Regions from separate parts of the Mus musculus genome. Here all the other regions are linked to region 1. A link is a contact called in public capture Hi-C and promoter capture Hi-C data. All regions are on one chromosome and are shown on one strand. Each heading gives the region's core, a stretch centred on a gene start, on an enhancer-like site or on the middle of the called end of the contact. The rest is flanking DNA. Distances are from core to core; before and after follow the strand shown.

Region 1 (3,165 bases), core at 178-2,677:
CAAGGGCACCTGGCATGCTCATTACCCTGTTATACAAAGTGCCCACGGTGTGATCCCCCAGCACATACCAGGTCAGGTCCTGAGTGGACCCCTGGAAAACAGAAGTTAGTGTCTGTTCTGTCCTCTAGAGGAACGTGGGGCCCTGAGTCTAACAAGCTAGGATTGTGAAAGAGAATCACCCAGGGATACAGTGTTCAACTGACAAGGACTCAAATTTGGCTTGGGGAGCAGGAGGAAGGTGAACTGTGTCCTGCAAGCCACCCATCGTTTCCATACCCTGGGGTGGGTATCGAAATGGCCCTTTGGCTTCATGAGTGAAGGGATGAGACCCACTCCTTAGACCAAGAGATGCCAGTGGAAATACTTCAGTAGCAAGGTTATCAAGTGAAAGTCAGCTTCATTAAAAAAAAAAAAAAAAACAAAAAACCAACACTTCCTAGAACAAGAACATCTGTGACAGTTCTCAGGCCAGCAGTGGGGCCTACAGAACCAACACCAGTGTGTGTGTGCTCTCAGAAACAAGGGGCTCCAGCTCAGTGCAGAGATCTGCTCTGTGGTTAATGAAGGGGGTGGGGGACTTCCAGCATTGACCCTTCAGTGGGTGATAAGCGGGACACTTGTAACCAGGCAGCCAGGTATCAACAGGGCTCCACTCTTTAGAATTTTCCAGAACCAACTTTCAGGCTGACAATGCTCTGAACTCAGGTCAGAGGGGTAAGGGCCTTATTTGCTTAGGGAAGCTCTGTCAGCTTGTTAGTGTGGGCTGAGCGATTACTGATTATCCAAGCCTGTGGTGTCTTTGGGCCCAATGACTCTTCCCAGGCCTCAGCTGCCAAAACACCCTCCTATCCCTGATCGAGTACAGAGAACCCGAACCACGCTATTTGGTAAGGGTTGCAGGGAGGTCTAGGGGCTCCTTTCCTAGGGACCTACCTAAGATCCTGACCCACCACCACGCCAAGGTGGGACACAGCACCCTATCTAGGTGTTAGGGCGGGGCTTAAGGCCAGGGACAGCACTGGGTGCAGAGAGAACTGAACACCACCCCCACCCCCACCCCAATCTGGCAAGCCTGTAGGGCCAGGCAGCGCCACGGAGACTTGCCTTGCTGCCACACCCCGCCAGCAGACTAGGCCTGGGAGTTGGGACAGGCTAGGTTTCCAGGCCCACCGCCACCGCCCCCAAGGGAGGCCAGGCGACTCTAGCCCGGCTGGATGGCGCTGCAGGAGGCTCAGCGTGGCCCGCGCCCCCAGCATCGGAGCCCTAGTCGTCTCTCCACACCACCCCCCGCCCCCCACTTCCTGGTCTCCTCTCAGGGTCCACCAGACTTCCTGCGCTTACCATGTCCAGTGCGGGAAGCAGGTGGCGGCAGCGAGGGAGAGAGCAGCGGGCAAGCAGCAGGCCACCGCGGGGGCGGGGCAGAGATCCGGTGGCCGCGGGTAATAATTAACATGGGTCCTCCTTGCTCCACGCCCTTGCAATGCTTTCCATGCCCTGTGCTCTGTGAGCATGGCTGCGTGATGGGCTCCAGGGCAAAAGCTTTGACATCTCAGTACCTCTGCTCCCTCTCTGCCAGAGGACTCTGGGCACCAGACTGCCTGACCTATTGTTACAGTAACAACGACAACAAAAGCCACCCAGATAAATGTCACATACACTGGACTGCACATATATAAAGTGCACAGTTTTAACCATCTTAACAGAACAGAAGACTTTTTTAAAAAAGATTTATTTATTATATATAAGTACACTGTAGCTGTCTTCAGACACACCAAAAGAGGGCATCAGATCCTATTACAGATGGTTGTGAACCACCATGTAGTTACTGGGAATTGAACTCAAGACCACTGGAAGAGCAGCCAGTGCTCTTAACCACTGAGCCATCTCTCCAGCCCAATAGAAGATATTCTAAAGGGACTCAACGTATCCCTCCTTTGGGCTATCAGGCTATTGAAACAATGGAACCCAAGAAATCAGAATTTCTTCCAGGAAAGGCATGGTATGAAAAGGAAAAACTAAGGTCTGGTGCCAGCCAGAGAAGAAACTTGTCTACTGGAAAGATTTCACACCATTCTGGCAATTTGCCAGGCCACCTTGTTTAGTAAGGTATTCCTCTTGCCCGCTGTTTAACCTTGAGCCGTAGATTAGGTCCCAGTGGACAGACTTGGAGGCTCATGGACCCCTTCATTTCTCTTCCCAGTAAAGCTGTATTGAGTAAATCACCTTGCTTGCTGTTTTAATCACTGTTTTAATTTTTAAGATTTATTTGTGTGTGTGTGTGTGTGTGTGTGTGTGTGTGTGTGTGCGCGTGCGCATTTGTGTGGGTGCATGGATTTATGTGTACTGTGTGCTGTATGCATGTAGATGCCATGGAGGCCAAAAGGGAACATTGCATCCCCTGGAATTGCACTTAGGTGTTGTTGTGAGCTGCCTCATATGGGTACTGGAGCCAAATTCAGATTCTCTGCGAGAGCAGTAAGCGCTCTGAGCCCTCTCCACAGCACCTCTGCTGTGACTTGTCTCTTTCGTTGGCATATAGAGAGTAGTGGGTGAGCCCTGCTTGTTAGGACTGCCAGGGTCCAGGCTCTGACCCTAATAACTTCAGTGACATGGAGGGACATGTGCTTCTCTTAGGAATCCATCAGCAGGATTAGGAACACCTCTCCCTGTGCCACCAGATAGCCTCTCTCTTCCAGGGCTCCCCCTAAGCCAATGCTCTTCAATTGCTGGCAAGCAGGTTGCATTTTCTAGACATCCCCATGGCCCCATGCATTGAAACCATTTAGTTTATACTTACCTTTGAAGTCCATTCATGTTCTATGTACCATTAGTTGATTCTTTTCTTTCTTTTTTTTTTTTAAAGATTTATTTATGTATAATGAGTGCTCTATCTGCATGTACACCTGCATGCCAGAAGAGGGCATCAGATCCCATTATAGATGATTGTGAGCCACCATGTGGGTGCTGGGAAATGAACTCAGGACCTTTGGAAGAGCAGTCAGTGTTCTTAATCACTGAGCCGTCTCTCCAGCTCCCTAAAGATCCATTATTTCATAACTGTAATCTTGATACTGTTATAAATTATAATTTAAATATCTGATATGCAGGATATCTGATGTGATTCCCCCAAAGGGGCCATGATCCCCAGATTGAGAACCGCCGGGA
Region 2 (3,165 bases), core at 282-2,781, 980 kb after region 1:
CTTTCCGAGCGAGGTCAGGGCGTCAGCTAGCGCCAGATCGAGGGGCGCTCTACATTTCAGGGCCTCACCCCCACCCCATCGCTGAGGTGCCCAGGGCGCAGCCACGCCCTCCCTTCCTCACCCCTGCCCACGCCACCATCTGCGAGGCGGCCGTGGCTGCCCTGCGGGAGGGAACGCGCCTCCTATTCCCTCCCTGATCTACAGGTGCGGGTAAACAGAGCTGCGGCGCCGGCCGGTCCGCAGCCTCCTCCCCGCCCCCACCCGCAAAGCTTTGCCCAAGGTTAAGTCGGCTTGCGGCGGGCTTCTGCCAGGGACCCCAAACCAGCTCCTGGGGGCTCTCGCTTCTGCTTCTCATGCCCACCGGACCAAGGATGGGGTCCCCTTGCTTCACCGCCGAGCTTGGTCCAGGAAAACCAGCCTACCTGGCCTGGCTCTGGCGACCACCCTGAGAGAGAGAGAGGAGAGCGCCTCGGGCATTTTCACTGTGCACCCCCCCCCCCGCGCGCCCCATTATGGACACGCCTTCCACCATCTCTTGGAGGTTGGGGGAACCCTTCCCCAAACTCAACGCCCTGGCCACCGCTCAGTCCTTGAGCCTTCTGTCCCCTTCTTCCGAAGCCCAAGGAGGGGTCGGAGGACACCCTTGCGGCCGCTACCTTTCCTGCCGGCCCCACCCAGATCCGCTCCCTCTGCCAAGAGCAGTGTGTGCAGTCTGCAGCATTCACCCGGCAGGGGCCTAGCCCGGGGACCGATGGCAAGGAGGTGGGGGTGGGGGGACAGGCGGGGCCCAGCAGCAGCCAGGGCCCGGGTCCCCACATCCCGCACCCCTGCTCCGCGCCACGCCACAAGGCAGACCCCGTCGCGAGCGTGCGCCCCTAGAGCATGTTCTCGTCTAGGACACTCCGGGAGGCTGCGGGAACTGAAGGTCCCAAAGCTGGTGGCCACGGGAACACCGGAGGGGCTCGGGGCTGGGACTCTCGGTGTTGTTTACACTTGGCGTAGTTAGCCTGGCAGGCCCGAGAGGCTCCGGCTCCGACACGCGGCGGTGGCTCCCAGCGCGCGGGGTCTCTGCTCCCGGCCTCCCCACCCACAACCCGCGCCCGGCCCGGCCCTCCGCGCCCCGCCGCTCACGTCTCGGAAGCGGTTCCAGTGCTTAATCTTGCCGCTGTACTGCGAGATGGACGACAGCCATTGCTCGTCCTCCATGAAATTGCCGGGGGTCTCGCCCTCCTTGAGCCCCTTGGCGTCGCCTTCAGCCAAGGCGACCACGGCGAGGAGCAGCAGCGGCAGAGCCAGCCGCCCGGAGCCTGGAGCGCGCATCGTGGTCTGGGCTTGGACCTGGGGGGGTCTGGACTTCAGCAGGATTTGATGTCCTTCCCTCCACCGCGCCACTGGCGAAGCGCTGCGGTCCTCCTCAGCCCTCCTCCTGCTGTCTGACTCCAGTGACTGACGGAGGGTGGGTCGTGGCTGAAATGTGACCTGGTTAGCAGATGCACTTGTCTGAAAAAGCCCAGCGCTGGACGCGGAGAGGGAGAGAGATTCAGAGAGGCTGCGCCAGCGGGGGCTGTGTCTGTAACTGTAGCATCAGCATCACGTTTGACATCATCATACCTGGTTAAAAAAAAAAAAAAAAAAAAAAAAAAAGGAGGGGGTAGATTTCAAAGCAGAGCGCTGGATCAGAGCAGCCAAGCCAGCCAAGCCGCAGCGCAGGGCTGCGCAAGTCAGTCCAGCTCTCAAGGAGTTGCAAGCCAGGGAAGCAGAACCCTGAGATGTCCCTGCTGTCTATCTAAGGGTGGACAGCAAAGAAGGGCTCCGGGGTCTTTCATAGGGCTGGAAAGAGGATGAAAACTCTCGGGTTACCAAGTCAGCTGGGCTCAGGTGTCTAAAAGGGAATCTGGCCACAGACAGTTTCTTCTCCCTTGGCCTCCTCCCACCCCACACCCCACACCCCCGAGTGGCCTGTGCCACCGCTCTGACAGCTGGCTCCCCGCGAGTTATGGCGCTTCGGTAATGGGTGGCTTCCTTAAGACAAAGGCGGTCTAACAACTGGCTGCCTCTGAACTATTGCTCCCCCTGGCCCGCCGCTCTTTTCAACGCATGGCCCCAACCCTGAATGGCTGGTGAAACATGGGCAGATGTCCTCCTCTTCCGCAAGCAGATGTTTAGGGGCTGTCACCCTTTTGTTAGCTTTTCCTAGGGCAACCCTAAAAGACACATGCGTGTCTAGCCATCTCATCTGCCTTGAGTCTGCAAATCTAAATGGGCCCAGCCATTTGCTTGTGACTTTGACTTCATGTTGAGTTTGATGATGCACTGGGGAAGGAGACAAGGCGGGAGGAGGCGGGTTCTGTTGGAGGCTGTTAGGTTCTTGTTAAAACTGTGACCCTTGTCATTGCCTATAGACCTGTGCTGCCTTACCAGCTGGGAAGGCTGGCAGCTGGGCACAGACCCAGGATCAGAACAGAACTGAAATTTACATTACAAATAAAATGAAGACTACGAAAAGGGCAAACCATATTAAACTTTTGGGCCCCAAGCCCTAGATTGTGTTTTTATAAAAGACTTGGCTGCTGTGATGTTAAAATAAAATAAAATAAAATAAAATAAAAATTAAAGGCAATGAAAGAACATGATCTTAATCAATAGGAAAAAACACAGGTTGTGAGGGTTACAGTCATCCAGGGCCTGGCATGCCTCCTGAGTGTTGGGTGCCTCAGTAGCCTGGGCTGGGTGGGGACCCCTGGGAAAACACAAAACAATAGTTTCCCTTCCTGTGGTGCTGCTGCAAGCTCCAGATACTGACATCTGCATCTCACAATGGATGCAGAGCCCTCCAGGCGGTACCAGGGAGCTTCACAGTGGAGTCCTTCTCATACGGACTGGAGGGGACTGAGGATCCCAACTTCCATATAGAGTGTCATTCTAACGCCACACATATATAGCATGCGATGGCTATGAAACTTGAGCAGAGTTATCCCAGGCATTTCAAAAGCAAAAGAGTTTGTCCCTTGGGTTGGAGAGGTGATAATCCATCTTCATCATCTTTCCCACATCTTTTTTTTTTATGATTTATTTATTGCATTATGAGTGTACACTGTCGCTGTCTTCAGACACACCAGAAGACACACAGATGGTTGTGAGCCACCATGTGGTTGCTGGGATTTG
Region 3 (3,165 bases), core at 223-2,722, 830 kb after region 1:
CAAATTCTAAGTCCCTGGCACTGTGGACAGTTTTTTCCCTGATCAGTCTTTTGCCCTGGTGATAATAAGCTTAAAGCATAAGCCTGCAATTCTCTTTAATCTCAGAGTCCCGAGGAGGTTTGGGGAAGAAAGAGAAAGCTTTGTTCTCAGAGCCGGGGCTAGGACGATTGGCTGGGCAGGAGCTCTCCTGCGCCACCTTTGCCCTGGACAGGGAGCAACGTGTGTTTCTAGAAAAGGCTTAATTTTGGAAGGCAGGTGGGGGCTCCTGGAGGGGTGGGGGTGGAGAAAGACTGCTCACCTGATAGCTCTCTCTCTCTCTCTCTCTCTCTCTCTCTCTCTCTCTCTCTCTCTCTCTCTCTCTCTCTCTCTCTCAAGTGCCCCGACACGCATCTTGCCTTCTGTGGCCTTAGGAGACCAGGTGTGTGCAGGGGGCACCTGGTGTGAGAAGGGGAGGCTAGCCCTCCCTCTCCCCGTCCTCCCTTCCTTCTTTTTTCCCTAGACAGGGTCTCTTCTAGCCCAGGCTGGCCTCAAACTCAGAATGTAACCTTGCATTCTTAATCCTCTTGTCTCTATTTCTCAAATGCTAGGGTCACATGAAATTCTGGGGTCACATGAAATGCCGGGGTCACAAGGAATGCTGGGGTCACAAGGCATTCTGGGGTCACATGATGAAATGCTACAGTCACATGAAATGCTGGGGTCACAGGCATGTGCTATCAGACCTCATTTTTACCATGCTGAGGGTGAAACTATGGCTTCATGCATACGAGGCAACCACTCTACCAACTGAGCCACATGTCCAGCCTGAGAGTGGGTCCCTGAAACTCACCTTTTTCCCCAGAATGCTTTTGAGAGGGACTAGGGACTCCTTCACCACACCCACTAATAGCCCTGGGCATCATCTTGGTGGGTGAGTGAACACAGAGAAGCTGTGGCCTCACCCTTGGTATGTAAGAGCCAAGTCACAGCCTTGTGAAACTGTTGCTCTGGGGGTGGGCATGGGAGAAGAGCACAGGGCCAGTGTGACCCAGGAAAGAGGAACCAAAACTACCAGGGTAAGACTGTCCCGGACCATTGCCCTTCTATACATGGGCATGGGCAACTCCAACAGCCACTAGGACCAGGGTTTAAGTTCAGTGCCCTGCCCCCCAGCATGCAGTGGACGACGTAGGTGACCCCCTTTACTCTATATGCCTATCCCCCACATACAGAAATGGCACACAGATCGGAGGCTTGCTAAAAAGGTTTCCTACCCTATGCATGCCCTGCACATGATAAGGTTCCAGATACATAGTGGGTCTGTGTCTTCCCCATGAGACCTTGAGATGTTGGCCTGGAATTATCCATAGCCCCATAAGGAAACTGAGGACAGAGGTGTCTCATGTGAGTGAGAAGGGTTTCTTTTGCCCTGTATATTGAGCCACTTGGCGTCTAGCTCAGCACCATTACCAAATAAGGAAACGTTCACAAGTGGGCTGTGGGAAGCTCAAACAGCGCCAAGGGCAGCACCATGCTAATCAACCAAGAGCCACCTCCAAGGAGCCTTCTCAGTCCTCTGTGCATCTGGGATTCTGAGACAGGGAGACATAGGCTACGGCAAGGGCAGAGGCAGGGGCAGGGGCAGGGGTAGGGGCAGAGGCAGAGGCAGAGGCAGGAGCAGGGACAGAGGCAGACAAGAGCAGGGCACAGGCAGAGGCTAGCTGTGATTCTCTTTGGCAACCACTTGACCCCTTTCTAAGCCCTCCTCACACCATCACAGCCCTGTAAGAGCTAAGTGAGGCTAGGCTAGCTTTATCTTACTGGACTAAGGAACGCCAGAGAGGTGAGGTGGCTGGTGAGAGTCATTCAATGCTTACTGGTAGTGTTGGACCTTGCAACAGTTCCTGAGCCTTCGTTTTGACACCCGGCTGGGGGCAGTCCCTTTTCTCAAGAAGTGTACCAGGCTGCAGAAAACAGGGAGAAGGCAGATAGATATTCATGTCTCCACTTCATGACCTCCCCTAGAGACAGCCATCATCTGTCTCTCTCTCAAAACAATGAGCACGTGACCTCCTGGCCTCCTCCCTGGCCTGGGATTGTGGGACTAAGATGAAGGTGATACCCCGGAATGCACAGAAACTTCACATGTCCCATCTCCCTCTGCCTGTGTCCTCTTGCTGCACACAGGAGAGACACCTCGCCCACCTGGCTCTGCAGTGGATGGATGCCCCTGTGAAAAACCTCCTGCTTGCAACCAAAGGGCCATCAGAACCCTGATCTTTCAGAGAACAGATGAGAAATACACACATTTGGTCAGGCAATGCTCATACGTGACAGTATTTTCAGGGATGCACACATTTGAAATATTAAAAAAGATTTGTTTGTCAAACCTGAAACCCAAAGCCCACCCCTAAGTGACACACTTTCTCCAACAAGGCCACCCTTCCAAAAACGCCATTCCTTATGAGTCTGTGGGGGCCATCTTCATTCAAAATGCCAGACAGGCATATGCTGGAATCTGTTCTTTTTGTCCGCAGGCAGGAGGGATGGCTCAATGGCTAGTTAAGAGCCCTGGCTGCTCTTCCAAAGAACTTAGGTTCAAGTCTCAGTACCCACATGGTAGGCCACAGTTGTCTGTAACTCAGTTCTAAGAGATCTGATGCCCTCCTCTGGCCTCTGTGGGCACCAAACATACACATAATACACAGGCATACATGCATGAAAACCACTCATACACATAAGGCAAATTTTTAATTTAAATTATTTATAATCCTTTATATTATATGTAATATAATATTGATATATTATATATAAAATGTTATATAATATAATGATATGTATTATATAATAATTCATAATTATTTAATTATATGATATATAATAATATATTATAATATATAATTACGTAATAATATGTATTATTATATGTTGTCTTAGTTAGAGTTTTACTGTTGTGAGCAGATACCATGACCAAGGCAACTCTTATAAGGACAGCTTTCTTTTTCTTTCTTTCTTTTTTTTTTTTTTTTCTTCTCTTTCCCCAGTCCTGCTCGCTCCGGCCCAAAGATTTACTTGTTTATTCTATGTAAGTACACTGTAGCTGTCTTCAGACACCTCAGAAGAGGGCTTCACATCTCATTACGGATGGTTGTGAGCCATCATGTGATTCCTGGGATTTGAACTCAG
Region 4 (3,165 bases), core at 288-2,787, 810 kb after region 1:
CAGTCAGGCTGGAGGGCTGGAGAGTAACCAAAACCAAGTGTCTGTACCTCCAGGGCTTTGTGAAGACTAGACGGGACCTGGAACATTCTAAGCACCCAGAACATCATTAAAAGGCAAGCTATGAGTGGCACCCTGAACTACAGTAGTGCCACACTGAGCCCATAAGTCCTAAGAGCCTCAGGGAGCACACGTGGTTTGCAGTCATCATAGACAACCAACAACTCAATGGTGGACAGTCAAGACAAGCTACCATTCTTCAGTATGACCTTGACGTGAGGCACAGAGCCTGGAGTTTTAGACCAAGGCCATCAGGGTCCTCCCATCTACCTAAGAAGGAAGAAGGAACCCAGTTAACTAGACTGGCAGTCAAATGAACTACATGTGTATTAGAAATAATTTTTCCAAGGAAACAGGTAAGGGGTATAGTGTGACTCAGTAGAGGATGTTCGTTTACCGTGTGTTACGATCCAAGTTCAATGGCCCATACTACAGAGAGAGAGAAAAAGAAGTCTGGTTTTGGTGGTGTGGGTGAATCAGAACTCACGAGTTATGTATGACACAGAGCAAGCAGGACCAAGTGCGTTTCTTTTCATTTTTCTTGCACAAAAAAAAAAAAAAAAAAAATCTCATACACAGTCCAGACTAGCCTTGAGCTTTCTGTGTAGCACAGGCTGACCTCAAATTCAAAATCCTCCTACCTATGCCTTCCAAGTGTGAGTCCCCTGGCGCTGCCTTGCCAACCTGCAGTGCTTTTAAGAAAAATCATTTTAGAAACACTTGCTATAAAATAAAGGCTGGCCAATGGCTTTGCCAGATCAAACAAAAAAATTAAGAGTTCCAATGCAATCGGGACTACACAATTCCCTCCAAGACCTACTACGCTCCTGAGTTCACACAGAAGCCAAAAAAATCACCCCCCGGCCCGGGGCAGACACAAAGACGCTTCCTGCAACTCCCATACGAGTGCAGTCTGGGACAGAGGTCACGGGCCGACCTGACCTGCAGGATGGGGCTTCAAGGCCATGTCTATCACCTACACCAGGATAGAGTCAACACAGCGACGGAAGAGGTCATCGAGTGACCTCTCCCAACCTCCATCCCAGGGAGAACCGCAGTCACCCGCAAGGCCTTGCACAAGGCCTGCACACACAGGACAAGACGTCTCTCCCACCTCCCAGTGGTCCCCCAGTGCAGAGAATCTGGAACAGGTCCCCCTCCGCCACCAGCCCCGATCTGCGCCTGCGCACAGCGAGGCCTGCCTAAGCGCGCCCCGGGAAGCGAGCGGAGGGCGAGGCCGGTACCGCAGGACTGCCCGGTTCCCGGGACCCAGGGGACGCTATAGCGTTCTTCTCTACCAGACCAGGGGACCCTTCTAAGCTCACCGGTGGCCAGAAGGCTGGCGAAGAGGGCGAGGGCGTACATGGCGCCGCTTCACTTCGCAGGCTGCAATGCAGAACGTCAGCTGACCAGACGAATATAAATCTACCCCCCAACCTCGCCGCAGACGCCAGTGCGCAGGCGCGGGCCCCGCCCAAACTGGGCGCAGCTTGACTCAGCGTCGCGCAGCGCGCCTGCGGGGAGGGAGGGTGCGAAGAGGAGCAGGCTGAAAACGCCCAGGGAAGGTGGCGGGAAGGCGCGGGTGGTGGTAATAAAAGAAAACCATATCTGGTGATTAAATCAAGGTCAGGCGCCGAACGGTATCTAACGCCTCTCTTTACCTTTGCAATGTGAGGAATCCAGCCCAGGGCTGGTACCAAGCCCTGAACTGCATCTTGTGCTCCCCCACCCCACCCCACCCCTGAGCCCCAGCATCTTTTAAGTATTACTATTTGTTTTTGAGATGCCGAGTCACTATGGCCTTGCTGGTCGACAATTCAGTGTCGCAGCAGACCTGGAACTCTCAACCTTCTGCCTCAACCCCTTGGAGAATGGTTGGGGGTTGGGGGGCGGGAGCAGGGATTTTTGTTTGCAGTCGCCGGTATTGAACCCAAGGCATTATACTTGATATCAAGTGTTGTACCTCCAAGCTGCACACCACCATTCCCCCCACCCTCCCAGCTCACTCCTTACTTTATTTTTGAAAGAGGGTGTCACCAAATTCCCCAGAAAGTCTCTGAACATGTAATTCTTCTGCCTGACCCTTGTACAGTGGTAGTTAGGGGTTTTTTGTTTGGTTGGTTGGTTGGTTTGGTTTGGTTTGGTTTTTGGTTTTTCGAGACAGGGTTTCTCTGTGTAGCCCTGGCTGTCCTGGAACTCACTTTGTAGACCAGGCTGGTCTCGAACTCAGAAATCTGCCTGATTCTGCCTCCCGAGTGCTGCTGGGATTAAAGGTGTGTGCCACCACGCCTGGCGGTGATTAGTTTTTTTGGTTAGTTTTTTTGTTCGTTTGTTTGTTTGTTTGTTTTGGTTTTTCGAGACAGGGTTTCTCTGTATAGCCCTGGCTGTCCTGGAACTCACTTTGTAGACTAGGCTGGCCTCGAACTCAGAAATCTGTCTGCCTGCTGGGATTAAAGGCGTGGGCCACCACGCCCGGCTAGTGGTTAGTTTTTTAAGACAGGGTTTCCTGTAGCCCAAAGAGGCTGACAACTGGCTGTGCAGCTGAGGATTCGTGTATCTCAGGCAGTCCTCGAACTTCAGTCACTTCCAAATCCTGATCTGCCTGCCTGTGCTACCATACATGTTCTGTTTGGTTCTAGGAACCAAACCCAGGCCTTCAACTCATGTCGGGCAATGACTCTACCAACTGAGTGGCATCTCCAGCCCCCATTTATTGTGATTCGTGCCGTGCTAACAGATGAGACTCAAGCACAAACAGGTTACAGATTTGCCTACATCTTTACACTCAGGATTCAAATTCACAGGCTGCCATTCTGCAGTTGTCAATCAATACAAACTCAGAAAACGGCAAACGAGAGACGCCTTTATTTGTGATCTTGGGAACTGCAGACTGCAAGATAGACTCAGAGGTCTCTGAATCAGTGTTGGTGAGAAGGCAGGGAGAATGGAAGTCTGAGTGTGTAAGCAGAAAAAAAAGAGGAAAAAAAAAACAATAAAAATGTATTTTAGGCAACTTGTGTTGCTTGGAGAAAGAACAGATGCTGTGTAATAGACTCGTGACGGATGGAAGATAAAGACAAGCATGCATGCCCACGCTTCTAGTCCTAG
Region 5 (3,165 bases), core at 468-2,967, 550 kb after region 1:
GCCCAGCCCCTGAGAATCTGCTTGTGCTGAGCCTGCAAGTCTGTGTACCTGTCTGTGCGCTCCATGGAGCAGCATCTGGTGCTGGGCAAGCTCCAGCCTTCGTGCTGATCCTCCGTGGAGTGGAGCGGGGTGCCTAGGGCCTGAGATGCAGGAAGTCAGCACTCCTTTCTCTCCAATGCCTGTCCATTCTAAGTTTATGAATGGCTCTTTGCCAGGGCCATTTAAAACCTATCCTGAGTTACGCAGAAATTAAATGGCTTTTCACTGTATGAGACAACCCAAGGTCAGTTACAGATGGGGCTCTTCCGCATCCTCTTCTCCTTCTCCAGTGTTAGCTCGGCTTCACTCTCCACTCCCCAGATCTGATGTTCAGAGAGCCTGAGAGCCTTTGTCCTAGACCAGGAGGCAAGGACAGGTGAAAGGCCATCTATCTGAGGTAAGGCCTCAGGAGCTGGCGACCAGTGGGGCCGTATTGCTGAGCTGTGTGCTGTATGAGGCTGGCGTCTCTGAAATGTGTCTGGACACTTGTGTGCTTCAGAGGGGACTGGGGAGGCTGAGGGGACATCGTGGGGGAAGTCTGGCTTCATTGGGTCCTGCACCAGGGGAGCTCTGTCTTGTAGCTGTAGATTTGCAGGTGACTGTGATCATCAGGGCTCCACCAGAAGAGATCTTCTTAGGTAGCCCCAATAAAAGTGTGTCAGTGAAGTGCCCACTTTCAAGAGGGTATTGTATTAGTCCATGTCCAGGACTGTGAAAGGCTGGAGAGACAGAATAAGAGGGCTGGAGAGATGCCTCAGAGGTTAAGAGGATCTTCTTCCAGAGGTCCTGAGTTTGATTCCCAGCAACCATATGGTGGCTCATAACCATCTATACTGGGATCTGATGTCCTCTTCTGGCATGCAGGCAGAATAAATATAATAAATAATTTTTTTTAAAAAAAAGAAGGCTGGAGAAATGAATGGCTCCCTACATATACATGAGGACCTGAGTTTTCTCCCCATCAGCAACAACGTAAAGCTTAAAAAAAAAAAATAGATGTGGCCTCATGTGACTATAACCCTGGGGCGGGGGAGGCAGAGGCAGGAGGATCGTAGCCAATCTACCTGAAAGTATCAACTCCAGGTTCACTGAGGGATCCGGTCTTAAAGAATAGAAAGGGATTGAGGAAGCACTAGTTCCAGCCTCTGCCCTTCCATGCGCGCGCGCACACATGCGTACACACCAGGACTCAGGTGCACACAATCGCACACAATCACATCCAAATGTGGCCACATAGGTAGGCATGTGCATGTGAAGAGAGTGAAGAAAGAAATTGACTTAAAGGAAGGGAAGGTTTATTTGGGTTCACAGCCTAAGAGGGTTCTGCTCATAGCTGCTCGGCCTGTGGTGACTTAGGACATCATGGAGGGAATCATGGGCTTTGAACTCGTACTCAGTTCGTGGTGGTCAAGAACCAGGAAGACGGGGAGGGGATGGGAGGAAGGGAAAGTGCTCTTCCGCCTCCCAGTAAGTAGCACCCCAGGCTGTGGAGCAAGGATCTTTGACAGACACACACGGAAAATCTAATGGGTGGAAGAAGATAAGGGCTGTTGAAGGATCCGGGGGCAGGCCAAGAAGGGATACACTGCCTTCCGCAAAGGCTCCACGGGAAGAGAAGGAAGCACGGTTTCAGAGCCCCGCCCGGTGGGCGGGGCTACAGGGTGGGCGCTGGAGGGGTGGAGCCTAGTATTCAGGCTTTCTTCCCTCTGAGCTCCTGCCAGTCCCTCTCACACTCCTGGTTGGTAATCAGAACGCCCTAAACAAGTCAGTTGAGGTCTGGCGCAAACAGGCTAGGCAGAGCAGGCTATCTATCCTAAGGTATGGAGGCAGAGCAGCCTAAACCAGGGTGAGATGGGGAATGAGGGGGGGGGGGGGGGGCGGGGCTATGTGGGGAGGTGGGACGGTGAGGGGAGGTGGGGCAGACAGGAAGTGCCCAGCATGGTGCCAGTAACACTTACTGTGTCTCTTGAGACCTCCCTGTCCTGCCCTTAGGTGGCCCTGCCTGTACAGTACAAGAAGAGATCTGATAGGACAACCATAGCTTTTTCCTTCTGGGTACTTACAGGCTCGAAAGTTTATATTAGTAAAGCTGTAGGTCTGCCCTCTTCACACTGACCCAATGAGATAGTATTACCTTTAGCCTATGGAATGAGGAGGAAGGAACAGAGAGCTTAAGTAACTAACCCAAAGACACACAGTGAGGCTGGGATTCCAACCGATGTTCTGGCCATGCCTGAATGCTGGAAGTTATCCACTCTGGCCCTCAACAGACTTGCTTCTCTTTGAAGGGAAAGAAGCTAGGATGGGGAGAGAGGTGTGTAGGAACTGCTGGGTTGGGGCAGTACAAATGACTCCAAGCATCTAGGAAATGCATGAAGGATAATTGAGGACCAGTCTTCGTGGGATGTTCTATCCCAGAGCTACTGGGGAGCCATAAATGGCGAACAGGAGAGGGGCTTCCTGTTGCCTGTCTCCTGTTCCCATCAGCAGATTTCTGGGGGATATCCCAGTAGCCCCATACTTGGTGGCCAATAAAGAAATGACCAGCTTACATAGGACCTTAGTAACTCAGTGGCTGTGCTCTCTAGAAGCTCTGGTTGGCACAGCACAGCCAATGCCAGTGTGGAAGGGAAGCCTTTGATGTAACTGTTGGGATCATGTGCCTAGAATCAGCAGTACTTGAACCCAAGGCCTTGCTCACCCACCTTCTCGCTGTATAGCTTTAGACCAGCTGCCCTCTCTGTGCCCCCCCCCCCCGCAAAGAGCGTGTTTTCTCCAACGTGTCCAGAGCTTTCTACCGTGTAGAGAAATCTGCACAGCCAATGATGAGCCAGTGCTGCGGAGATGAGGGTGGATGGGTGGGTGGTACAGGCAGACATTCAGAATATAGCGCCTAATGCTGCTGAGATGTGCCCTTGTGCTCACAGGTGTTTACTGCTTAGCCTGTGTGCCAGACACCATCCAAGGCAGGGCAGACAGGGCCTGTGGCACTACAGGCCGTGAGGGAAGGGTGAGAACTGGCCGAGGTGTACGGACAGGGATGGTGAGTTACAGAAAGTAGCATATTAACTGTCAGTTTGCAGCCTTCTTGAGGAATGTGGTAACCCTGTCTCAGCCTCCCGAGGA
Region 6 (3,165 bases), core at 273-2,772, 560 kb before region 1:
AACTGGACTTTTTTTATCTGTCTTAAAGAGATTGGAAAATGTAACATTATTTTAAATAATTATTTCTATTAAGAATGGATGCTGTCAGGTGTGATGCCTGAACCTATCTATATCCTAGTACTTGGGAGGTTGAAGCAGGAGATCTCAAGTTTAAAACCAAGCTGAGCTAAACGGGAAAACACTATGGCCTCACCCACCACCACCCTCAAAAAAAAAAAAAAAAAAAAAAAGTGGAAAAAATACTCAGAAATTTATCCTTTTTAAAAAGTGCAAAGAGCGAGAACTAGTTAAATTACATAGTGGTACTAAATTTAGTGTTTCTTAAGTTCCAGAGAGCCCATTTGATAGACTTCAGCCTAATCCAAAGTCAAGGAGTGGCTTTGCTCTCTACCCACAACCATCAAATACTTACCACCAATACATTAAATACATTAAAAGCAGTGTGTTTATTCTGCACATATAGCTTGAAGACAATTCCCAGTGACCCAAAGGGTCACTTTAAAGGACACTGAAAAACCTGAAGCCAACACTATTTCCATGGCGAAGTTTCTGCTAGGCACTCTCTGTTCATTCTTTCAGGAATGTCTGTTTGCCCTGTCCTGAGATTGCTGCCCATCCCTTCTAAATAAACACAAAGAGGTTACAAACTGGAAGGGCCTTTGCTAACAGCATCGCAAACCTCTGTTAGCACCATGAATGTATGTATATACCTACAAGCTAAGGGCTTCCAGGAGAAACCCAGGTAGCTTGCAAGCACCTATCAGGAAAAGGTGACACACGTGGAAGGCCGATCGACTCCGCCTTTCTGAGTGCAGGGCAGGGGTTGGATGCGGGGGTAACTAGTGGGTTCCGGCACCAGGGTTAAGAACCTGGCTGTTCTCCCACCAGGTCCTTAGCTAGACGTCACCTGTCTGTCTAGGGAGGCAAAGCTTTCGGTTTCCTAGAAGCACTCCCGGCCATCAGGGCTTCAGAGAAGCCTCACCACAATAAGGCTAGTGCCGGGAAGACCTGGGCCTCAGTTTCCCATCTCTTACAACACCGGGGAGGACTCGATCCTGTTCGGCACCGAATTAAGGTCTTGAGGAAATCTCTGTCCTCCAGCCGGCGATCCTGAGGACAATCCTCTTAGGCGGTCGGTATCACCTCCGGGCACCTTCTAAGGGTGACTCAGTGGTTTCCTTTCCCCATGTGGCCCAAGTTCGAATGTGTGGAGGGAGCGCTCGCGGTGGGCACTGGGATGGCGGCCCTCGCTGGTCCCGCCGCCCGCCAGAGGGAAGGGGACGCGTCCGCCCGCCCGCCCGCTCGTTCTGGAATGAATGGGCGACCCGGCCCTCGGCCTCACGCCACTCACTGAGGAAGACGCGGTACTCGAGGGTGAAGGGCGCGGCGCGCTCCTCGCTGCTGAAGCCGCTCATGGTGTCGGAGATGCACCGCCGCCGCCGCTGCACAGCCACACAACCACACAGCCCAGACCCGGAGCCGCTGTACGGAGGAGAAAGCCCGCGCCTGCGTACCACGAGCTGGCCCGCCGGTCGCCGGCGCCGTGCCTTTAATGCGTGGGGCTCGCCTTGTACCCTGCCCCGCCCCGCCCACCCGCGCAGGCGCACTCTGCGCGACGCGCCTCCTCACGCCCCGCCCCCGGTTCGCAACCTGGGCCACGTGGCAGGCGCCGGCTGCCCTCTGGAAGCGGACTGCGGGTTGGCGGCTCCGCTGGGACAGAACGCTGGTTACTCTCCTGAGGCTTGCGGGTCGCTCACCTTTGATTTCTCTCTCTCAGGTCCTGCAGAGCAGTTCCTTATCTCGGAAGGCCTTGATAAGCCACCTGTTCCCCAGGCAGTCTTGTCTTTTCTTGTTTGGGTTTCTCATAGATCTTCATCTGCCTCCCAGAAGCTGGGAGTGTGCTACCAGCCCCCCACCCCCGGCCCAGGGCCATCTTCATTAAAGTTGAGAGTTTGGCTGACTGGGCTCTGAAAACTATAGGCTGTGACTAATGTTTTCCCAAGTGGTAGGCAATGGACAAATTTGCTTTTACTAATCTCCCTGATTCAGTTTCTCATCTGAATTGTTGGGTGGGTTCTGCTTGGACCAGACTCAAGCTGATTACTCCTGAACTCCCCAGATACCGCAGATTTCTCTCCCCACTCCAGATCCACTGGGACTTGAAATTGAAGCTCTGGGAAGACCCAGGAGTGTGCACAGAACCCCTTGAGGACGTTTCTCAGGAGTAGCTTCTCGGAGCTTGTTTTCCTAGTTCTATTGCACCACCCATTGAAGTCCAGGCTGTATCCCTCAGAGTGTGCTGTGGACGTTGGGAACTTTCACAGTCCTATAAGGTTGTGTGTGTGTGTCTGTCTGTCTTTGTGTATCACAACTCTAATTATAAGCCACATATAGCGTCTCACACCTGTAGCCCCAGACCTCAGGACGCTGACTTTCTGAGACCAACCTGAGCTACGTAGTGAGTTCTGAGCCACCCCATGCTACAGTATGAGACTATCTTAAAAATAAGACAAATCTAACCCAGGAAATTATCCACATTTTTTTAAAAAGCAAATTTTAAATTATGATAGACAGAATATCTTTCTAAAATATTTCTTAACTATTTATCTCAAAGACAGTTTCCTTTCAACTATTTTCAAAACAATCTCTAATATATAAATGGAATGCATAAACCACGTATTAAGTGGAAGCCTAAGAAAGTTAATTTCTAAATTGGCACGGTGGTGTATACCTGTAGCTGCAGCACTTGAGAAGCAAAAGTAGGAAGATCATGAATTCAAGGTCATCCTTGGCCAGTCTGGACTACATGAGACTCCCGCCTCAAAAATAAATAAATAAATAAATAAATAAATAAATAAATAAATAAATAAATAAATGGTAACGATAAATCTAACATTAGTCCGTGTTCCTCCTTGTCCCTCCTTCCAGCTGCTCACTCTGCTGACACCCATTAATTTTTCAGAAGGCAACTCACTAACTTTTGAACACAACACCACAGTGTTTCAGAACATGAAGGCAATAAAAAAAAAAAAAGACAGAAAGAAAGATAGAGTAATAGCCTGGTTGGCAGTACAGTGTAGACATGAAAGCAGCAGGAATCTCTGTACAGTGAATAATAATAAGTAGATCTGGGAATATGTGAGAGGTTGCAGCTCTGACTGAGTC

The links. Promoter capture Hi-C pulls out the DNA fragments that hold promoters and counts their contacts. Capture Hi-C pulls out chosen DNA fragments and counts their contacts.
Region 2: a promoter capture Hi-C map of pre-B cells shows a contact between it and region 1, with 2.9 times the contacts expected there. The contact joins the promoter of Spock2 here to the promoter of Pcbd1 in region 1. A contact is called at or near these places in 2 of 39 promoter capture datasets (the C10 cell line and pre-B cells).
Region 3: a contact with region 1 is called in a promoter capture Hi-C map of liver, with 3 times the contacts expected there. The contact joins the enhancer-like site here to the promoter of Pcbd1 in region 1. A contact is called at or near these places in 4 of 39 promoter capture datasets (hippocampal neurons, liver and stem cell-derived epiblast-like cells) and 1 of 115 datasets of contacts at active chromatin or transcription factors (differentiating embryonic stem cells).
Region 4: a promoter capture Hi-C map of embryonic stem cells shows a contact between it and region 1, with 2.9 times the contacts expected there. The contact joins the promoter of Psap here to the promoter of Pcbd1 in region 1. A contact is called at or near these places in 8 of 39 promoter capture datasets (the 3T3-L1 cell line, embryonic stem cells, hippocampal neurons and 3 more) and 6 of 115 datasets of contacts at active chromatin or transcription factors (the NIH/3T3 cell line, astrocytes, embryonic midbrain and 3 more).
Region 5: a contact with region 1 is called in a promoter capture Hi-C map of embryonic stem cells, with 2.6 times the contacts expected there. The contact joins the enhancer-like site here to the promoter of Pcbd1 in region 1. A contact is called at or near these places in 6 of 39 promoter capture datasets (the 3T3-L1 cell line, the C10 cell line, embryonic stem cells and 3 more), 2 of 484 Hi-C or Micro-C datasets (cortical neurons and embryonic stem cells) and 1 of 9 other capture datasets (embryonic stem cells).
Region 6: a capture Hi-C map of embryonic stem cells shows a contact between it and region 1, with 2.9 times the contacts expected there. The contact joins the promoter of Ppa1 here to the promoter of Pcbd1 in region 1. A contact is called at or near these places in 1 of 39 promoter capture datasets (hematopoietic stem and progenitor cells) and 1 of 9 other capture datasets (embryonic stem cells).

What each region holds. Positions count from the first base shown.
Region 1 is chr10:61,087,593-61,090,757 of GRCm38.p6, reverse strand. Pcbd1 (pterin 4 alpha carbinolamine dehydratase/dimerization cofactor of hepatocyte nuclear factor 1 alpha (TCF1) 1) reads right to left here and starts at 1,427. Exons shown (of 4, transcript NM_025273.4): 1 at 1,342-1,427. The coding sequence starts at 1,344.
Region 2 is chr10:60,104,623-60,107,787 of GRCm38.p6, reverse strand. It overlaps Spock2 (sparc/osteonectin, cwcv and kazal-like domains proteoglycan 2), which reads right to left and starts at 1,531. Exons shown (of 11, transcript NM_052994.2): 1 at 1,132-1,531. The coding sequence starts at 1,320. It overlaps Gm51801 (a long non-coding RNA gene), which reads left to right. Exons shown (of 3, transcript XR_003949003.1): 3 at 1-428.
Region 3 is chr10:60,258,613-60,261,777 of GRCm38.p6, reverse strand. No RefSeq gene overlaps it. Among named protein-coding and RNA genes, the nearest start is that of Psap, 17 kb to the left of the region's middle. Within about 2 kb of position 1,472, at least 89 of the 459 cell types and tissues checked have an H3K27ac peak or open chromatin away from gene starts, as enhancers often do. A contact at or near this core is called in liver, where this site is marked.
Region 4 is chr10:60,276,000-60,279,164 of GRCm38.p6, reverse strand. Psap (prosaposin) reads right to left here and starts at 1,537. Exons shown (of 15, transcript NM_011179.3): 1 at 1,383-1,537. The coding sequence starts at 1,422.
Region 5 is chr10:60,535,168-60,538,332 of GRCm38.p6, reverse strand. All of the region lies in intron 7 of Cdh23 (cadherin 23 (otocadherin)), which reads left to right. Among named protein-coding and RNA genes, the nearest start is that of Gm17455, 140 kb to the right of the region's middle. Within about 2 kb of position 1,717, at least 26 of the 459 cell types and tissues checked have an H3K27ac peak or open chromatin away from gene starts, as enhancers often do. A contact at or near this core is called in embryonic stem cells, where this site is marked.
Region 6 is chr10:61,646,978-61,650,142 of GRCm38.p6, reverse strand. Ppa1 (pyrophosphatase (inorganic) 1) reads right to left here and starts at 1,522. Exons shown (of 11, transcript NM_026438.4): 1 at 1,352-1,522. The coding sequence starts at 1,415.